Regions from separate parts of the Hordeum vulgare genome. Here region 1 is linked to region 2. A link is a contact called in public Hi-C data. All regions are on one chromosome and are shown on one strand. The core of a region is the stretch at or near the end of the contact, and the rest is flanking DNA. Distances in the headings are between cores, read along the strand shown. Region 1 has its middle 120 kb from the start of LOC123444359. Region 2 holds the start of LOC123444359 (serine/threonine-protein phosphatase 7 long form homolog).

Region 1 (5,251 bases), core at 1,645-4,144, 120 kb before region 2:
AGCAGGACAGGATCTTATCGCCAAAAGTATACCTGTAGCAGATCAGCTAGATGCATCTGGAAATAAGCTGCTTCTTGATGTTGGTCTCTGGTTGACTCACAAGATTAAGGTGAATACAATTTATTTTCTAAAACGAGTTTACATGGTATTGCTCCATTTCTAGTTCGCTTTCCGCCGATATGCTATTTTGCATGTATTTTGTTGATATACATTTCCTGTTGACACTAGACCTGCTAGGATGTGCACTAATGGATGTGTCACTTGAGGTCGCCTTTGGAACATGTATACCATAGGGACGGTTGAACCAGGCCTTGGATAGGGAAAACACGTAAAATATATTGTGAGGTTATGCGACACTTGCGCTTTGCAAATGCCGTGTTATATGTTTTGTGCGAACCTCATTACTTAGGTAACATAAATTAGTTTATCTGAATATCCACATACTATTTAAATCAAATATGGTATTAATATCTCTGTGAACCGTCATGTTTATCATTCTTATTCCCAGCCGTATGAGTTACTAGGATGTTGATAGCAAAGCTAATATCACAGTGAACCTTCATATTTGTGATTGTTGCTTTCGGTCTTACCTCATACGGATTACTAGGATGGTGATATCAAAACAGGCGTTTTTCTAGGACCTCACTTGAGAATTCTCTAATGTATACTTCGTTATTTACTTGTAGGATTATTGCAAGAGCAAAAAGATGGAGATGACCATTAAATACATAGGTAAAAATCTATTGTTGGCTTGTCTACGTCACATTGTACAGTGCTATATCATTTTATTGAGCATGACATCAGCAGCCGCGGTTATTATTACCGACAGATCCAACCTACATGATCCGAGCCATTCCAAGCAATGCTTCGGATAATGTCTACTGCACGCTGCTGGCACACAGTGCCATACATGGTGCAATGGCAGGATATAGCTTCACAGTGGGAATGGTCCACGGCAGGCATGCATACATACCATTTCATGTAAGTATAACTTCCATATGCCCCTATTTAGCTACTTCTGATTATGGGGTAGTATGGGACTCTCGCTTCACCATGGAGAGTGGAGGTATTTGCTTCAGGGCCGTCAACATTTCATATGGCGAGTCATAGTTTCTGTCAAGGTTTAATTCTGGCATTCACAAATTGTGAAGCGATGCGGCAAGTGGTGAATTGAGCGAGAGCTGCCCTGGAGCAGTGACCTTGAACCCTCAATCGTCATAGGTGGTATAGCATAGTGCAAAATACAAGAGTATAACTTGGTCGCAGTGCCTTCCATTTAGCTGAAGTCTGCAACTTAGAAAACACTAGTCAAAGCCCACATGACGTGTCTTGGTGTCCCTAAGGTAGTCGGGGACTCGGGTTGTGGTGGGATACGAGAGGAAAGTAAGGTTTGGGGGAGTTCCACGCCTCCTAGAATTATTCTGAATGGAACATAATGATCTGAACATTCTTCACCTCTGACGCACACTGAATATAACTCGATCAACTGGAATAACTTGAAAGTTTATTTGGATGGCAGAGAGTAACATCGACATGGAACAAGGTGAAGATCACGGACAGAATGTGGGCAAGGCTGCTGTCTTCAACAAACCAGCCGAGCTTCCTGAGCGAGGAGGATATCATCGAGGCAAGAGAGGCCGAAAGGTTGGCCAATAGGCTATCTCTATCTGTTCCTGCGGGCAGCAGCGAGCACGGGGAGCATGCGAAGAAGTACTCTGGGTCGGTATTAGCAAATGGTGAGAAATAGTACCAGTAAAGTTTTCACTTTGGCAAATTTTCCATGGTTCCTGCGGTTGTACAGTAGCAACCGTTGCGGTCTGAGCCCTTGTTTCACACGGTTTTGCGTGTTGACACGAATCCTGCTGATGTAGAGTGACTAATAAACAGACGCTACTGTGGTGTTTTCATCATAACATGTGGAGGGCTCGAGTTAGCTGTGGCGGACGCCAAAATCTGCCCTTGCTAGTTTTCTCTTTCTTAAAGCAAATTCATACCCATATTCTTCGGTCGTTCTGAGAGACGGTGCAGGTGAAATGCTCATCGTGTCAATCGGTTTGCATTATACGGAGTACTAGTAGTTCCCAAGAAGCAACGATCGGCGCACGTTCCGTCCCTGCATCTCTGACCTGTGACGGCGATGTTTTGCCGTTGTTCGAAATTCCACCTCAGGCCGTGAGACCGTCGGCACTTGAACGGGACCTGGCCTCGGGCTCTCACGTGTTACCGGCGTCAGCGGGTCCGTATGATTCAGTTGTCGATGGTTTATCCTGTTTGACACCTTTACGTTTTGCATGAAGGCTCCGGCGATGCGCAAGGAGCACCCACGTTGACGTTGTCACCGCCGCACCAACCTCAGCCTGCCGCAGCCATTACGGTTGCCGCACCGTCGTCGTCCGCGGCAGCTGCCACGGACAGCGTGACGGTAATCGACTCCGATGAGGACGACAGCGACGCAACCGGGCCTCGGGAAGAGGAGCTGGAACGAGAGACCGGAGCATGGCAAGAGGCCGAGGAAGCTGACCGGAAACGGGAGGAGAGGCCTATGCAGCCGGAGACGCCGGAGCGTATGGCACCGCCGCCGGGAACCGCGTTGCACGCGGGTGCTGACGGTGACGGGACGGCGGCCGAGGACGTGGACGCGTTCAAGCCCGACGACGGCTGCACCACGACCCCGCCACCGCAGCAGGACGACCGCGTGGCGGCGAGCACGGGCGGCGAGCGGGCGGGCGTGGCCGCCGGCAGGTCGAGGCTGCTCGCGTTCCGGTCGTTCGCGCGGGGCAAGAAGGGCAGCAAGTCAGGGGAACACCTGCCGGCGCACGGTAAGGCGTGGGAGGAGGCCGGTGCGGACGACAAGGACAAGGGCCAGGCGAGGTGGACAAGGTTTTGGAAGTGAACGTGCCGTGCTGTCTGCCGTCGTGCCGTACGTGCGGCGAGTCGGAGTCAGCGTCGCGCGTCGCGGTGCGTTCAACCGTTGGGTGCGTTTTCATTGGTTTATAATAAACCCATGTTGTAAGAGCATCTCCAATAACACGTGTATATTTAAATGTTTATATGTTTATATAGATAGTGATTTTTTTTTTCATATACACGTCTAATTTTACAACAGAACGTTTATATATAAAATCTTTTTCCTATATTTTAATATTATTTTATAACTATCAATTCAACTATCATTTTATATCCTCCAATGGCTCTATTCCAACGGCTCTGTTTCAATGGCTCTATTCCAGGTCTATATATAACACCTATTCTCACATCTCTTAAATCATTCCACCTTGTGCTTCTCTGATCTCTCTTTCAAGTCTTGTGTCTTCTTTCCTACAACACAATGAGTGAAACAGAATTCGTTTTGGATATGCTCATGAATTCGTCGTCTCGCCTTCATGGGACGATGACGAACTAATTCTTGCAGCATTTGCGGAGTGCAAGGAGGAAGAGGAGGCGAATGCTCGACGTCACGGCGGTTCGACGCTGGGGCGGCGATATTTGTATCACGGAAGAGATGTCGGATTTGTTCTACTCTGGAATGACTACTTCAAAGAAAATCCAACCTTTTCCGAAAGTTATTTTCGTCGAAGGTTAGTATTACAACATTATTCTCTATCTGCCTATTTGTCATCTCCCTATTTCATATTTGTTTATTCACACAGGTATATAATGTCTCATAATTTGTTTAATCACATAGCTGAAGCAGTACTTGAGCATGATAGTTATTTTAAGCAAAAAAGAAATTCTGCTGGAGCTCTTGGGTTGCATCTTGTACAAAAGATGACAGCCGCAATGCAACTACTAACTTATGGATATGCTGTTGATGCCGCGGATGAGTATTGTCGCTTAGGAGAATCTACTAATCTAGCAACCTGCAAAAAGTTTGTGATAGCTATTTATGAAGTCTTTGGGGACCAATATATGAGATCTCCAAATGAAGAAGATACTGCTAGATTACTTGAGTTAGGGGAGCAAAGAGGTTTTCCTGGTATATTAGGATGTATAGATTGCATGCATTGGACTTGGAAAAATTGTCCTAAAAAATGGCATGGCATGTTTAAAGGTCGTGTGAATAAGCCCACAATGATTTCGGAGGCAGTTGCTTCGAAGGATCGTTGGATTTGGCATGCATTCTTTGGTTTACTAGGATCTCTCAATGACATAAATGTTCTTCAACATTCACCTGTGTTTGCAAAGCTAACCGAAGGTGAAGCTCCAAAAGTGAATTATACCATCAATGGTCATCCCTACACAACAGATGGTATATATCCATCATGGGCAACATTTGTGAAGACAATAGGAGCTCCACAAGGCAGAAAGACTACATTTCACCAAAAGACAAGAGGGAGCCAGAAAGGATTTGGAGAGAGTCTTTGGAGTTCTGCCATCCCGTTTTGCCACTGTGTTGTAGTTGGTGATGCCATGAAAGCTTGCATCATAATGCATAATATGATAGTTGAAGATGAGCGAGACAACGATCCATGAGACTACAACTACGACTCTATTGGAGTAAAGGTGGCCCTATATCGTACTCATGCGGAACAACTGAGTATGTTTATTCAAATGAATCAACGAATCACAAACAACACATTTCACTCTCTGCTTCAAGATGATCTAGTTGAGCACACCTGGCAGAAGTTTGGAGATGGTTTCTATTAAATATTTGCTGATAGTATCCACAGAACTTGCTGACTTGTTCATTAATAGTGCTCCAACGACAATTGAGTGCACTTTGAACATGATCTGGCCATGACAGTTTCTTGCGCGTGCTGTAGTAATCATAAATCGTATCCTAATAAGAATTTGCAGATTGATCTGTCCCTATCGCAACATCCAAAGTGGTGTGCAACCATGCTTCCTCCAAAGGTTCATCCTCTTTAGTAGACCAATTCAGTCCTTTAGTGGATTTTGCTTTAACAAATGCATATATTTTTTGAGTTGACGACATTTCTTGCTCCCAACTGGACTATTTGGCACTTGTGATGATACACCAAAGTTCAACATCTCAAGAAAACGCGTGTCGTCTTCCAGCTACAAAAAATTGAGAAACACACACATTTAGACCTTGAGTCCAAATCCATATCCAAAAGACACAAACAGAGCACATCACATGCTCCCGTTCCTCCCCGCTGAGTTCGATCTTCAGTTATTTGTGATTTAGTAAAATAAAAGTTTAGTTCGATCCATCTTTTTAGTGCTAGTTTCTGATCTATCTATCTATGTAATTGAGTGAGAGTTATATAATAAAGTGTAGTTTGAGTTT
Region 2 (5,033 bases), core at 586-3,085:
AGCTGTATGTTCCAACAAGAGAAAGATCAGCAATCAATGGAAGATATATCAAACTCATCCTTCCTGTCCCGTCTGGAAAGAGCACCCCACATAAAAGGCTCAGGATGTATGCTCGAACATGCCTCTGTACTGTATGATCATCCACCCCTTCTGGTAACTCATAGAAGTGCTTCTTCAGCCATTTATAATGCAAGAAGGATTTTCCAGGCATTGATTGACCTCTTGGGTCATGACCTAGACAATCAAGGACCATTTGCCCATAATCATGATCCGTACTGGAACAAACCGGACGGCCATCAATAGGAAGAGCAAACAACATTGCAACATCTTGAAGTGTGACTGTCATCTCCCCAGAAGCCAAGTGAAAGCTGTGGGTCTCTGGTCTCCAACGCTCAACAAGAGCAGTAATCAAGGCTTTGTCCAATTGAGGCATTCTCTGGCATATTTGTGAGAGCCCAAGCAATCCAGCATCCCTCAAATAAGGACGATACCTCTCATGAAATTTTAAGGGTTTGTGGTGACGCAACTTCAACTGCTCCAGGGCCTGCAATAGTACAGAATATAGAACTCAGTGCTATTGAAAAAAAAATCTCGTTTTACTAACTTATTTCCCTGAAATATGACAAAGTTTATTGTCCTTAGATTAACCTGATCGCCAAAAATTGCATCTGAACGGTGGTTAATCTTAGGATTGAGCAGTGTACTGGATGAAGGTTCCGGAGGTCCTGCATAGCAAGCCACATGGACTTGTTCGGGAGTAAACCCAACATTGTCCTCTCTATCAGAAGTGGTACTCGGCGTAGAAGGTGCAGATGTTTCATGATGATCCATTTCATTTTCTGCCACAGAACATCTGCCCCGGCCCCGGCCACGACGTGCACGTCCTCTTGCCCTTGAAGACATGGACTACTACTCTGCAAACAAAACATCATTAGATCAGTTGCCAGAATGCCATAGATGATCACAGCTAGAAAGAAATCTAATGGACGGCATGAGCGCTGCTCTATGTGTTAAGATTTAAAATCATGGCTTATACAAGGAAGGAACTATGTACAAAATGAAAAAAAAAAAACATATACAATCAAACAAGGCATATATATGCTTAGAAGATATGGCATTCGTCTTATATTAGAAATATTTAACGCAGTCTAATCTGTCAACTGTGAGTTATTCTCCCCTACAAATGTTGCTCTCGCAGAACTAACCATTTGCCATAACCAACTGAAACACTGAATCTTAAATCTAAATTTGCTTATTATGGAGAAACAACTCCTAGACATGTATATACTATATAGTCTGACTGAGCAACTTTCTTCATCTTTAGGCACAAAACTAGCATTACAGGCTTGCAGCTGACTAGTGTAGCAGTGTCCCATTTTTATTCAGACAGAAAGGGACTCTCATTGAAACATTCGGCCTATAGAAGGCCACATGTTCGACAAGAACAGGTTCAGCAGAACATGGTAGTGCCACAGCCCCCTTTACATATCAGTTATCCGTATCAACCCACTATTCCCCTGCTCAAAGCACTTGAATAATCTGCGCACCAGACCAGAGCACGCACAATGGGGCAACAGCGTGCACCGAGATCCAAGGGGGGCGAGTAAAATCCAGCGGTGGTTTGTGGGGCGGGCTTACCAAATCAGGCTGGCGAGGTGGCGCCGGAGGAGGCGGAGGACAAGCTCCTGAAGTCCTGATCCCCCGTAGATTTTTGCTTCCCGTCAGAGGAGAAGGGAACCCTAGAAATTTGCTTTCCAGGGGTGGAGGCGGCGACGCGGAATCCGTGACCCGGAGTGGTGCTACGCCCGGACATGTTTTTTTGCTGCTTCCGCAACAAACAGCGGGCTCACCAGCTTCTGGGCCGGAGAAGCCAAAGCCCAAAGACGGGCCTTTTTTTGGGATTCCCCCAGCCGCAGCCGCTCAAAAAAAAAAAAGATCTTTTACGGTTTCACCCTCCCACCAAACTCGTCCTGGTTTATTAGCTCGAGTATTTTTGTCATATTTTGACTATAATTTTAACTAATCTTTACCTAATAATAATAAAGCGGCTATCGCTTCTGTCGGAATTTCCGTCGCAACATTTTTACAAAAAAGTCCCTGTCGTTTGGCTGAATAAACCTGCAGTCCAGTAAATAAGTTAAAAAACGTTTCACACAGCTGCTTTGGGGCGAGTCCACGGACCGTTGAGACCCAGATGTGGCCCTGGAAAACCCATCCGAGACCGATTCAGCCAGAACCACGCTCGCCGCCACTTCCCCGAGCTCCCTCCTACTCCCGACCGCGCCGGCCGGACCTCCTCCACCTCGCGTCGCAGTCGGTGTCCGGACCCTTGCAGGACGAGCAGATGAGCAGCGCATCTCTCTCTCCCTTCTTCTCTCTTCCTCACAACTCCCTCTCTTCAAGATACCAGGAGCTCCAGGGCCACCAGCACGATTCGTCCGTGCTCGAATCCAGCGAGATCCGGACGCGGGCAACCCATCCCCGCTGCTCCCGCACTGGATGTGCAACGCCTCCCCCTCGGAGTTGCCTCCAGCGCAGCCGCAAGCCACCTCCTGCCTCTGCCCTCGGGGAGGTCTGCAGCAACGGTGTCCTCTGGTGCACGCGTAGGTCTCCGTGGAGGTGGAAATTCAATTCGACTTCACCTCAGGCGTATATGCTGGTGAAAGTAAACACCATGGTGAGAGGCAGAGGGTTCCAGCAAGTAATATTCCTGATAAGTCTGTGCCATCAAAGAGGGAGAGCGCCTCTGATGGCACCAGTCCATCAGAATGTGTCAATCGCACCACAAAGAGCATCACTAAAGCAGCTCGATCAAGTCCTTTCAAGAAGATGTTGAGCCCCATCATGAAGTCCAAGTCTGTTAGAAGCAGCCCATCTCTTGCTGAAGAGGAAGAGCCCAACACTGCAGTTGTGCCGGCAAGCAGCAGAAACTGCGTGCCCCGCAAATCGTTGCTCAGTGATCTCTCGAGGACTGAGCGGAGCCAAGCATCATCCAATTGCCTGCCAAATGGAGAAAGTCGGCATATGACGGAGGCTTCTTTATCACCTGCTCATCTCCAAGCAGTTCTTAAATGTGATTCCAGAAATGGCATTCCCTTTTATGATTTTTGTGTCGAGGGCCCGGAAGAGTCCATTTCTGCTAGGTCCTGGGAGAGTGGGAGTGAACTAATCCGGATTTACACTTTCCATAGTGGTGGTAAACGAGGAAGCACTGTTGGGAGGTCTTCCAAAGATGAGCGCAGATGTTTGCCTCCAATTGTAGGCCAGATGCAGGTTTCCTCCTATCTATGCTCTAAAGTTGGAAAAGATGGCATTCTGAATAATTCTGTCAACACCGAGTTTGTTCTGTACGATATCGCTCACGCAAGGCGAAGTTTTGCTGCCGAGGAGAAGACCAAGTGTACAGAGCCCAGTCAGCCGGAATCCTGTGGCGTCGTTGATAAACCAGTCTCTCGTGAATATCCACAGAAGATTAATCTGATTGACCACCAGCATGATGCAAGGCATAATCCAGAGGTATCGACATCTCGGCCATGGTCTGAAGAGGATCTTTATCCTCATTTGGAGATTGCAGCAACAGTCATTCAGATCCCATTTAATAAGGACAAGAAGTGTTCGTCCGCTGGTACTATCAAAGTGGTCACACCGAGTGGTCTGCATGGATTATCAAGCGATAATGAATCCAGCCCATCATCTTTGCTAGATAGATGGAGGTATGGTGGGGGTTGTGATTGTGGCGGATGGGACATGGCATGTCCACTTGTCGTCCTCGAGAATGCTTATGATGATAACTGGGACGATTCTGTAACGAAAGAAAGCAAGCATCCTATGGAGCTCCTTGTTCAGGTGCACCACCATGCAATGCAACCCCTATATATTTTTTATGCAGACTTGTTCATTTACCGTTTCCGGCAGTTCCGCAAGCTATTGCTTCTCCGACTGAGGTATCCCTCCCCACACATCCCTAAGGCGTCCACCCATCTGCTAATGCCCTCATGTCATCGGGTGTGATTACCCTTTTTTCTGGACGAAGGTAGCAGAACTAGATGAATATACCAACAGAATATTTACCAAATCTAAAGGTGCCCTAATTGATCTACTCATCTTTGCCCTGATTTGAATAATTGTCAGTGTGTGAACATGTTACTTAGCATCTTTTCCAATGTATGCGATGGGTTCAGCTAGAGAAATTTTGAAGCAGTTAAGATGGGGATTTCTATCATATCCTGTTGCTGTGTGTGATGTTCTTTACTCCGTTTGTGGCAATTTTGTACATGGATATATGGTTTGGATTAGTTATGTGATGTTCTGTCATGTTTTTTGCGCTCCTTCTTAAGAGATAAAATTTTAGATATGTGTACTGATTATTGGTACCGGCACTGATCGTATTTATTGTCATCTGTTCCAGGTTAGTCATCTATGGAAAGTAACACTTGATCATAGGATAATAAGTTAGTAGATATATGTAAAGTTATGTAGCTTCATCAAAGATATGTCAGTTTTTAGATGTTGGTCAGTACAACCTGCTCCCTGTAAGTTTCTCCTACTTGCCTATTTGTACAAGGAAATTACTTTAAAGGTATTTGTGTGCCTGTTTAACACACTAAAATTTTTATTGAGTGCAGCTAGGAGATTCCGACGACAGCGGCGGATTTTGTGTCAGCACGCTGCGAGGAGCTGCTGACAGTGACCCATGGTGGTGGATTCGAGTTGGAATTCAAGAGGGTTGGTGTGGTTGGAGTTAACTGATGATTGGGCTAGAACGGAGCAACAGAGGAGGCCGACCAAGGACATGGCCGCGGATAACACATCTTGCTCGGTTTCCGTGGCGACCCAAGGTTGGTTGCATCCTGCATGACCTCATATTTTTCAAGAGAAGTTATGTGCTATTAATTCGTGAGACATTTGACATGATACTATGCGAATGTAAATGTAATCCTCGGTGTAGAGCAAACAGAGTGAACAAGCCAAGAACGGGTTGGTCAGTCTATCGGCGTCATACTTTTCTTTTTGTAATTTTATCATACTATATA

Evidence for each region. Hi-C and Micro-C count contacts between places; a contact is called where the count stands out from the background.
Region 1: a contact with region 2 is called in a Hi-C map of leaf, with 2.2 times the contacts expected there. The contact joins the enhancer-like site here to the promoter of LOC123444359 in region 2. A contact is called at or near these places in 3 of 6 Hi-C or Micro-C datasets (leaf and seedling).

The regions. Positions count from the first base shown.
Region 1 is chr3H:477,747,519-477,752,769 of MorexV3_pseudomolecules_assembly, reverse strand. It overlaps the pseudogene LOC123444361. Among protein-coding and RNA genes, the nearest start is that of LOC123444359, 120 kb to the right of the region's middle. Within about 2 kb of position 2,894, at least 1 of the 3 cell types and tissues checked has open chromatin away from gene starts, as enhancers often do. A contact at or near this core is called in leaf, where this site is marked.
Region 2 is chr3H:477,622,605-477,627,637 of MorexV3_pseudomolecules_assembly, reverse strand. It overlaps LOC123444359 (serine/threonine-protein phosphatase 7 long form homolog), which reads right to left and starts at 1,835. Exons shown (of 4, transcript XM_045121050.1): 1 at 1,639-1,835; 2 at 649-914; 3 at 1-544. The coding sequence starts at 903. It overlaps LOC123441889, which reads left to right and starts at 2,195. Exons shown (of 4, transcript XM_045118072.1): 1 at 2,195-2,470; 2 at 2,608-3,944; 3 at 4,472-4,532; 4 at 4,626-4,745. The coding sequence starts at 2,195. The coding sequence ends at 4,745.